Linked DNA regions of Zea mays: region 2 is linked to region 1. The links are chromatin contacts, called in public Hi-C maps. All regions are on one chromosome and are shown on one strand. The core of a region is the stretch at or near the end of the contact, and the rest is flanking DNA. Distances in the headings are between cores, read along the strand shown.

Evidence for each region. Hi-C and Micro-C count contacts between places; a contact is called where the count stands out from the background.
Region 2: a Hi-C map of leaf shows a contact between it and region 1, with 4 times the contacts expected there. The contact joins the promoter of LOC100383737 here to the promoter of LOC100282085 in region 1. A contact is called at or near these places in 4 of 25 Hi-C or Micro-C datasets (all in leaf).

What each region holds. Positions count from the first base shown.
Region 1 is chr5:179,049,802-179,055,310 of Zm-B73-REFERENCE-NAM-5.0, forward strand. It overlaps LOC100282085, which reads right to left and starts at 2,766. Exons shown (of 7, transcript NM_001154998.2): 1 at 2,493-2,766. The coding sequence starts at 2,620.
Region 2 is chr5:179,338,481-179,343,989 of Zm-B73-REFERENCE-NAM-5.0, forward strand. It overlaps LOC100383737 (10A19I.15), which reads right to left and starts at 3,132. Exons shown (of 5, transcript NM_001176374.1): 1 at 2,904-3,132; 2 at 1,620-1,692; 3 at 1,235-1,444; 4 at 284-659. The coding sequence starts at 1,444. It overlaps LOC103627327 (a long non-coding RNA gene), which reads left to right and starts at 3,254. Exons shown (of 3, transcript XR_553538.4): 1 at 3,254-3,728; 2 at 3,879-4,189; 3 at 4,293-4,993. It overlaps LOC103627329 (sugar transport protein 6-like), which reads right to left. Exons shown (of 6, transcript NM_001301492.1): 6 at 5,422-5,509. The coding sequence ends at 5,486.

The DNA of each region.
Region 1 (5,509 bases), core at 1,516-4,015:
TAGAACCCATTACCACCCTTAGCTCTGCCTAATCAGTTAAAAGGGAGCAAAGATGCAAACCTGATAAACATTCAGGCGAGAGGTGTGGATAAACATCCAGGACCTGATGTTGAGAAAGAGAAGAAAAACGGAAAAGTACATAGGGATTCTTAAGGTGCTATAAAGGGGCGTTTCTACGTTGGTTAATGTCCTCCACGGTGCGGAATGTCATTTCATATGCATTGAGCGATGAATGTTCAAAGATGCCTCTGTTTCTCTCTTTCCAAATATTCCACATGATGTATATTATGAAACCCCCTCCCCACCCCCACCCCCATTGAGCTCATGACATGAAGGTTTTGGCGTGGCTTTGGAGGTTTGATGCCACCAACCATCTGACACTACAGTTTGCGAAGTCGTCTGCCGTGACGTTCTGTGGGAGGTCCATGTAAGAATAGAGAGTACTCACACCCAAACAAAGTTTGAGAAGAGGCAGTTAAGGCAAAGGTGCATTGCCTTTTCTGGACCGGTGTGGCCAACCCCTTGCAAGGTTGTCTGCTATGAAAATTTTGTTTTGGACTAGCGTAACAAGCAAAGAATGTGTGTTTATTTTTGGTTTTGGTCTTCCACACAACTACACAAGGTTGGGGTCAAACAGCAAGAAGGAACCCTTGAATTGTGAAAGGTAGGCTGATTTTGAGGTGTAGAAGCTATCTTTTGTCCATCTCCAGCCGATGGTGTTAAGGTTGTTTGCCAGGAGCTCGACCTGCTGAACTTGTGACCAAAGATCAACAAATTAGGTGACATGGACCACTGTAGCAATATTGTGAGCCAGAATGCAAATCCACCTCCCACCTGAGAGTCCAATGGCGACAGAGTCGTTCTTGCACCTAATCAGCTTGAACAAGGGAATGGTGCTATGTATTTGGGCGTACTTTGGTTGAGCCACTTGTCTTGCCAAAATAGGCCTTGTTGTCATCTCCAGTTGAAATGAAGGCAGGTTTCAAGAAGGCTTGGAAGTTCAGCGCCTGCCCATGGTTTGGACTTTTCAGTCCAGTCTAACCAAAGCCACTGTAGGCGAAGTGTGCGGCCCCCGCGGCTGAATTTTCCAAGGTCCAAGATGCCAAATTGAGGGGTGCATGAAGTGTTTCCAAGCTACAAGACATTGGCCACCGCTCGCATTGTCACGCCCCATCCAAAGGAAGGAACCGCATATCCTACCAAACTGCTTTTTGGCCCATTTGGAGAAGATAAAATCAATGAACGTGTATCTTGGAACTGATGAGGGAACCGAGTTGAACAAGTCAGCCGGCCTTTCCAGCTAGGTAGTATTGTCCCGGTTTTATCAATGATAGGCTGAATATGTGCTTTGGTGAGTTTTCTTAGGCCGAGATATTGGCAAGAGAGACAAGAACTGCCCCGGTAAAGTGGTAAGCATAAAATGATTTGGTCGATGTTGACTCCCTCACAACTAATTGGCAGGATGGAGCATTTTTGTAGGACCATGACCAGCCCAGAAGCCTGTCCAAAAGTGTCGAGGATGTGGCAAATGGTGTCCAATTCTGGCAAGCTGTGATGATGAAAATAGCTGCATCATCTGGGTATAAGGAAATGTGAAGATTGGGCTCTTGTGAGCCAATGAGAGCAGGCATAACTTGTTCTGAAGCTAGCTCAATCATGCGGTCAATCGCTAGGATAAAGAGCATTGATGAGAAGGGGCTACCTTGTCAAATTCCCTTGCTATGTGCCCATGTGTAAGCATTCGCTGGGGATCTCGTTGAAGAGATCCCCTGAGGTTGCTATTCCGAGAGAGATAGAGATCCAGTGCCACCATTATAGGCCAAACCAAACCTTTGGAAAAGTTCAAGGAGATAACCCCAGATAACTGAGTCGAAGACCTTAGCAATGTCTAGCTTTAGGAACAGAGGGAATGTTTTACGTGTGTATAGGCAACAAATTGTGTTCTAGACAAATAGAAATTGTCTTGGATACAATGCTTTTTCATGAAGGCACTTTGGCAGTTTGATAGTTGACACGATGCCACGGAGGTGTAGTGCCAATCTGTTTGCAAGAAGTTTGGGGAAGATTTTTGCAATGCTGTGCATAAGGCTATGGGCAGTAATCTCCCACATGTAGGTCGTCATTTTTTCGGAAAGAAAATGATGTGTGCTGTATTAACCATCCTGAAGCTCCCAGGTCTCAGATTATGGAGGCAGCCAAAAGCTTCTGTGTCAGATACTCAGATCAATGTATCCCAATTTCCCGTGAATAGGTGAAATGCTACTGCATAGGCTCCCATGACTCCACAATGTGGATGTCTACCGTACCGAGGGAGCAAGTAGAATTCGCTCGTTGCGCGACTTCAAAATTGTACATGCCTTAGCCTTAACTGGAAGAAAAAGTAATGGTCTGGAAAAAAATCGATCACGAGCATTCTAGGGTAGAAAAGGCATCTACTGTTACAAAAACAACTAGGGAAGGCACCCTGGCCGGCGCGTGCGAGATGGGTTTACCGGACAAAGCGCTTGGAGATGAGGGGCTGGGCGCCGTACTGCAGGGTGAGGAGGGCCAGGTAGAGCGCCACCTTGCGCCGGCTCGGCGCGGCCGCGGCCGCGGCCGCCGGAGCGGACGAGGAGCCCATCCGGACTCCGGCGCGTTCGCTCGGTTCCAATCCAGCAACCAAAATGCGCCCGGCGCGCCGCCCCTATTTCGGAAACTTCTCCTTTCCTTTACCAAGCAGACGAGCGCAAACTTTCTGGTCTGATCGATCTGATCTGAATATCTGATGCTGGAACAGTGGGGGCACAGGGAACCAGGACGAAGACCGGACGAGCACGCCTGCCAAGTCGCGCTCACGTTTGCGCGGCTGGGGGGCAAGGGCAATGGGCTCGGTTTGATCGAATGAATTTGTTCACGTGTGCAAAGTGTTGTCTGTAAAAATTTGGGAAGGATTTATAAAACTGTTTTGAATACAGAGAAATACTCAATACTAGCATAGGCGGATCTAGGAGAGGCTGTCCGGATTGCAGCCCCTGTCGGCCCTCAATCACACCTATATTATATTGTCATCAATAATTAATATTTATATTGTATCATAAATATAGTTTACAAAACTTAACTAAAATAGACCACAACCTTCTCCTTAACCACAAAATTTATCATTTTCATCCGACATTCATCCGTGCCACTAGGGCGGAAACGAGCTGACCTTGACTCGGTACAGCTTGGTGGCTGACCGAGCTCGGCTCGGCTCGTCCATTTCATGAGCTGGAGAGATAGGCTCAGCTCGAAGGTGGCTCGCGAGCCACACCCTGATATATATAATTGCATTATATAGTGAATTATTAATATATAAATATGAAATAAATAGATCTCATTCATAATTATGAATAATCTAAATTATAAATTGTCATATATCTATGATAAAACACTATGGAATAAATTGACTATCTATAAAATTATTCAATATTCATCATTATTCTACATATTAAGTAATTTGGCACAACTCGTGAGTCAAAACGAGCCAGCTTGGCTCGCTACAACAACAAGCCCAAAAGGTTGGCTCGGCTCGGCTCGTGAGCCACTTTGAGCCGAGCCGAACTGGTTCGAACTGTGTTGTTTCAAGAAGGAATTGTTGTTTCAAGATATGTTGACCTCTCACCAGTAACACTTGTTTAAGTAGGGAAATGATGTTGACATTTTTGTTAAAAAAATAAATAAACAACTACAACTTGTACCTATTACTGAAATAGCTAATGAAACCCAGCCATGATGTAAGAAATCCATGGCAATGAGAAGTTTCCACACTTAAACTAGAAAATTGAAATGCACTTCAAAGGAAGATCAAACAGAGATACTAGCACTTCCATGGGTGCTGAAGGCTCCCACATGAGTGGTGCATGGAGAAGGGAAGCAAGTCTCCCCACACAAAATGCAGAGAGGCTACTTCAAACCCATGATGCATCTTTAAAATACTATGTACTGTGTAGAGTTGCAAACTAGCCTATGGCTGAATAGATGTTTTGAATCCCTACCTCTACAGGAACAACACTGCTATCTCGCAATTGGAGTGCCCTCCCAATTACTACTCCCCCAAAAAGAAATGGCTATACCCAGTAGATGTGATAATCGTGCAAAGATAGAATCTCTGGCATCTAATGGCATAGTGGAAAGAACAATTCATACATGAGGAAGCCGACAACAACCGGGCAATTTCAACTCTAATCCTAAGCTTGATTGAATCGGTATCCAAATCATCTAATAACAAAGAACAAGGACTAGATCTAGACATGGAGTAAGTTCAAATTCAATCGCAACAAAGATACCACGGATTGATACCACCACAATCGAAGAGGGGAGCTCGTTCATACCGTTATCAGGCTGAGGCAGAGGAGGCCGCCAGTTGCCGCTGGAGCGATCATGGTGAATGTGTCCATTAATGTCCCTTGACCGGTTCCAATGTGCCATCGTGAGGATGAAGAGAAAAAGCATTGCACCCCAACTCCACGAACAATTCGCCGGACGGCACCAGACGCAACCACACCAATGGCGCAATCGAAATTAGATGTTTGAAGTGCATTTCAATTTTGAAGTGCATTTTAATTTTTTTCTCAGTTTGATCTTCCTTTGAAATGCATTTCAATTTTCTAGTTACAGTATCAGAAATTTCTCATTGCCATGGATTTCTTACATCATGGCTTGTTTCATTAGCTATTTCAGTAATAAGTTCAAGTTGTAGTTGTTCATTTATTGTTTTTATACAAAAATGGTCAGCATCATTTCCCTACTCAACCAAGTGTTACTGGTGAGAGATCAACATATCTTAAAACAACAATTCTTTATGGTAATTAGAGAATGCGAGATGGCCAACATGTAAAGGTTGCACTGCCAATGAAATTATAATCACAGGACATAATCTTTTTGCTTTCTTAGAAATTAAGGAAACAAATATATACAAGAACTTGTTTGGCGACTCATCTGTCTAGACGACACCTTGAGTGACCACATAATAGCTTCTAAATGCATCCTTATTAATGGATCAATTCAAATGTTTTTTTGCAATTGTAAACATGGATGATTGTAACAATTTTTATCTCTAGGAACTATTTTTAAATTTAGTCTGGTATCTTCCAAATTTGCATGTTAGAATGCTAATCAATCTAGCTGTTTGGGGCCTTCCTTTTCCGAAGGTCCTCAAAAACACGACTAACCATTTGCATCTAGCATAATGTTGATTATTACAGGGGCTTCATCACAAACAAAGGTTTAAGATGGGAGTTTTCTCCTCCGTCGAAGGTCTTCAAGACGAAGATATAGCCCGAAAATAACAACAATGAGCGCCGAAGTTATAATCAAAGAGTAACAACTTCGGCTTAAAGTGGTGTCGAAGATCAAGCATGATGTTGAGCCGAAAATGAAAAGACTAGCTAGTCCCTAATGGTTTAGGCTACAGTTATGAACTAATGTTAAGGTCACAAATGTATTTTTACCTGGGCTGCGTCCCGTGCCTATAAATAGGTGAACAGTACCA
Region 2 (5,509 bases), core at 1,882-4,381, 290 kb after region 1:
TATGGCACATGGTTATACAAGGTTAGCAAAGAAGGTGCTATTTTGCATGCTGCTTGTATGGTTCGGACAGCAACCTATGTCCAAAATACATTTCAGGTTTCATAAACCACCATGCAAAACAGGTTTCAGGTTACATTATACACAACATCTTTCTTTTTACCAAAAATCACCAAAAGCATAGACAACATAGAAAACAGGTTTCAGGTTTCCACAAACCACCAAAAGCAACATACACAACATAGAAAACAGGATTCATGTTTCAACATACAAACAGAGCACACACCTGGAAGGTTTAGCAAATTGTCAAAAAGATCATCTGGTACATCAGTGTCCCATGTGGCAACCTTCTCAATAGCATTGGATAGCTTATCCGCGACACTTTTGAATGCAGCAATCAACTCCTCTTCACTGTCACGTTTTTTTGCCTTCTTGTTGCTCTTGCTTGCAGAAGATGTTGCGACATTATCATCACAAGCGAACTGCCTTTTAGTGAAAGCACGTGCCGTCACCTCTTCATTTTCAGTTTCATCATCTTCACCTAGACCTGCACTGGAATCCTTTGCAAACTTACATGTGGCCATGGTATTTCCAAATATTGTTTGCATCTCATCAAAGTGTTCAAAAGGCTTGTTTAAACAATCAGCATCGCTTTTGTCATCCTACAGTTGGATAGGAAACAATAATAGTCAGCAAACAACTCATATGTCCTACCATAACTTATATACTTACAGAAGAAAGAAACTTTCAGAAAGAGGAAATGTTAAATTCAGAAATGAGTGGCACTAGTCCACCTGTGATGAACTAAAGATAACTATGGAGTATGGACCAACAACACAATAACTACATGAAAAGCTCAAGTGATGGCTGCAGCGACAGCAAAACCTGTTGCCTCTCGTCAGCACGCTGTCACAGCTCAATTCACTCAGGAACTACTACCTCTAGCAGCACAATCTGATAGCAAGCCTGACGGTATCCAGTAACAATCTCAGTATTCACCACCTGCGACTGCTATACATCTATCATAGATTGTTTGCTTAGATAAGTTTTTACAGGTTACAACACATCAAGAAGCGTGAAAACATGCTGGTCCAAACAGCCAAAAAGATAAGACCAGGCAACAAATCTAAAGCAGCCCCTTTTATAAAGGACTGAGGAAAAGATAGGAACTGACAGAACCATCGGCATGAAGTGGTGAGTATAAACATATTGCAGGTAGAGGATGTTCCAATGGTACCTTAACATAACCATTATAGTGCTCTTCATCCAGAGTAATAACAAAATTATCTTCATCCCAGCCTGTACCACTCACATGCAATGGTGCATAGGTAATCTGTGCGCTCCTTGCATTTCGTTTTCTTTTTCTAGACGCAATAATCACGGCCATCATTGACAGTAAGTTATGTGCAGCAGCAACACAAACTGCAACCTTGGTCCTCTTATCCATCTACATTTAAGCATCAAATACAAAAAAAACATATGGCACATCATAATGAATCTGGAATCACATCATTATGCTATGTATTCACAAGTACATATAAGTTCATTGTTTGTGGAAATAATCTCAAGCAAGCAACAATCGAACTGATCTGTATATATGCAATGTGTTAGGGAATCTGTACCTTGCAACTTGAGCAAACAAATCCGATTTGAAAGGAAAGGCTGGAGGAGGCTTGACTCCCTTTGAGGGCGGATCTGTTCATTGGATGAGAATGTGAGACAACATATACAAAACGATGTTTCTACTGTGAAGCAACAAATAATAGATAATAATGAAACTTCGAAAATGCAAGTCGTATCTCTCGAAAGGCCACGTTTGTTCCTTTGAAACATTCTGTTTCAAAAGAATTGCGTGATGATTTTTTAATACTTGCAGACAAGTTGTTGACGAACCTCAGGTGACAAAAAATCTGTTTCAAGCAACAAAGATGAAAGCAGCCAAAGGCCCTAAAATTTTTGTGGGGTTTCTAAAAGTGATAGTAATCGTGCTGGAGACATACTAAAAGCTACTATGCAATGTAGACTTGAGTAGAGAGAGATATTTTTATTTAAATGAGCCACAAGAAGCTTGGCACATGTGCAAAAATACTTATGGTTCTAGAAAAGAAAAAGAAACATGTAGCTCTGCTCCAACACATCAGCTGCAGTTTATAGATTTGAGTAGAGAGAGATATTTTTGTTCATTGGATGAAACTGTTTTAGAAAACATTTTATAAAGCAACTTTTCATAGTAGAACAGGTAGAGGGAGCTAGTAGGATACGCTACTCTTTTTATCACGGCATTTAAATTTCAAGAGCAAGAATTCACTCAATAATGCCCTAAAACGTTTGGAGAGGAATCCAGGACCCCTTCCAGATCGTGACTATCTCATCTCAGCTGATCATCAGCCATCATGATCATGGCTGTTCCTATAGAAAGAAGTAAGAAAAAAAATTAAAATCTAGCTGAAGGCATCTCCTGCTGATGCATCCATATTCCTTACATAACTCCAGCAGCCCACTGCCCAACAGATCCAAAGCGGAGGTTCAGACCATCGCCTTTCCATCTGTTCTCCCCTGTTTTCGTGAAAAAAGACTGAGGCTATCTCCTTTCGGAAAAAAAAAAGACTGAGGCTATCTCCAGCAGATCCCATCTACAGTTCAGCGTTACACGGTCTAATGGAGACACTCTCTGCCTTCTGTCCCTGCTCTAGCCTCTAGCAACTATTCCTTAAACCCACGGAGGGTCCAGGTCCAACTCCGAGAAAGGCAGCCAGCCAGCGAGAAGGCTCGGCCGCACGTGCCTCGCGGCGTCCACGCACCGCGCCGCCAGGCTCAGCGCCACGACCACTGCGCCGGGCGCAGGATTCAGTGAGGCACAGGGAGCATGATGAGGAGAGCAGAGGGAAAGGAAGTCGTGGACTCACCGAGATTCGCAGGGGATGGATGGCCGGGGCACCGAGCCCCGCGGCTGGGTAGACTCGCCGGCGGCGGACACGGGATGAAGGAATGGATGTTTGGTTTACTGTGACTAATTTTTAGTTATTTTAGTTTTATTTTGTTATAATTTCTAAATTATTAAATACGTTAAAATATGAGATAAAATAAAGAATCCCCTGAATGGGCTCGTTTGTGTAGCCCGGCAACACGAGCCAATTTGGCGGATGGGGTTCGTTTGTGTCGGGGTTTCCTACGGCCCACCTTAAAATACCATCCTTCGCCTTCCGTGACTGAAATTCTGTGTACTAGACCTACAGTTGTTCCATTGCCAGATTCAGCCACACATCTGAAAAAACAAAAACAAAAAACGGGCTTACTGATAACCATGTAGCTAGCGACCATGCTATCCGTAATAATAATAGTTTTATTTATTGAGCGCCATTCGGGAAGCACGCGGTGATGACGCCAGCAAGGCTTCCCCCGCGCCAGCGAGATCACACAAGAACCAAGACCAATTCCTGTTGTTCGCTTGGATAAGAACGGAAGAAACAGAGGACTCGGTCCTCTTCACGGAAGAGTGCTGTTGCTGCATGCTGCCCATGCATGCACGCCATTAATTCGTGGCTTCTGCCTTATATTTATTCTTCCCATGGGCATGGCCTCCAGAGAGAGACAAAACGCGATCTGAAAAATCCACATCAATCTCCAGCTGCTGGCCGTAGGCGGTATAGCATACAGTCCAGACAGTCAGATAGAGAGGCACCTCATCAGTCGTGCATTATTGCCCTCTTGTACGTACACGGCAGTTTTAAGTGAGTTTTCTTATCCCTGTGCTATCTGTAAATACATACTTTGTACTGATATGTTATTACACTATAGATGAAAGACTTATGTATATGCTTCGTCGTAATTTAAAGTTCTTTTTTTGGTGAGTTCGTTCGATTTTTTTTTTTTTTTTGTAGATTGAAAAAATATGGCCGAGAACGAGGGTAGGTTCCGCTGGGATTCGAATCTGGACACTTTTTTTTGCAGGAGCTGCGTTCAATTGCTTGACGACGGGCTAATAACCCAGAGGCAGCCCTCCTTACATGACGAGGCTCTGGAATACTTGTCGCAAAAATTTTCTACGGTGAATTCAACAGTTTCAAAAAAGACTCTGATGAACAAATGGAACTGTATGAAACAGCTGTATGACAGTTATGTTCTGTTTCGTATCCACTCGTCAAATATGGGAGAGTTGAAAAGCCGCAGGATGTACATAAAAAAGACAAAGGTATTCTCTTGCACGTATCTCTTTGATTAAATCTAATTAATTGTATTGTTCAAGTATTAGTATATTCTAATTATATATATGTTTGTTTGTTTCATTTTTCTAGAAATGTGCGAACGTATTTAAGCATATGATAAATGAACCACCTAAGAATTTGGATCTACTTAAAAGATTGTTCCACGACGAAGATCAAGGGACACCGCCATCATCCCCGCCACACCCATCGTTCGAGCCACAGTCATCGTTCATGCCAGAGTCGTCGTCCCCGCCACAGTCGTCATCATTCATGCCAGGGTCGTCGTCCCCGCCACAGTCGTCAGTGTCATCCTCGTAACTTTCCTTTATTTTATGGATAGGGTATGCATGTATATCCTACCACATTTAGGGACGAATGTTGATACCCGAATTGTTAGGACAAGTTTAATAATATTTTTAAATTATATATATGTATGAAATTTGATGTCAATCTTTTATCAAGCACATTATTACAGATAAGAAAAGAATTTGCATAAATTGTTTTATGCATTGTTTCCTCCTTGCAACAAAAGCGGAGGGGGCAATGTATAGGTGATCCTCCACCACTCGCTTCACCAGGCGTAGTAATTCTGTGTGCGCATATGATATGAAACAGGGAAATTCTAAAGTTTGCAAGACTGACAATTGCCCTCGTACTTGTAAAATACTTTTTTCGGTGGTTTCACCTGAATTAATTATTTCGTAATAAACCAATAAAAGATATGAGCTGCATAGAGAAGAAACTTGTAAAGGAACAGAATTGTTCGATTATGCTTACCTATACTAGCACTATTGCCCTCCATATTATCATATGGGTCAAAGCACTGGTACTGGTACTGGAAGCGCTTCTTCACGCCGGCGTTTCCTATGGCCCACGTCGAAATACCATCCGGCCGTGGCGGTCATGTTTGGATTGCCTCGAATTGAATAACAAACCTTAGACATAAAAAATTACCCGTGGGAGAAAAAAAATTATATCCCATCCCTGAATTTGAAAGTGTCCGATTGGTCAGCCACATATCCGCTTAATTGATAACCCTGTAGCGACCATGCCAACCATAACAGCTTTATTGAGCGCCACACAGTTAGTAGAACAGCCATTAGCATAGGAAGTGCAACCAAGCCCTACAGTTGCTATCTACGGAGCCATCAGAAATAGCGCCAGAACTCTGTACAAGCCAAGCCAAGAGAAGTATTTACATCCACCAAACTAGCCTCCTACTCAAGTAACCAGAGTTAACACGCACTCATCTAGCTACGCATTCTCCCTCAGCTGAATCCCAATCACGACCAGATCCACAGCGCATA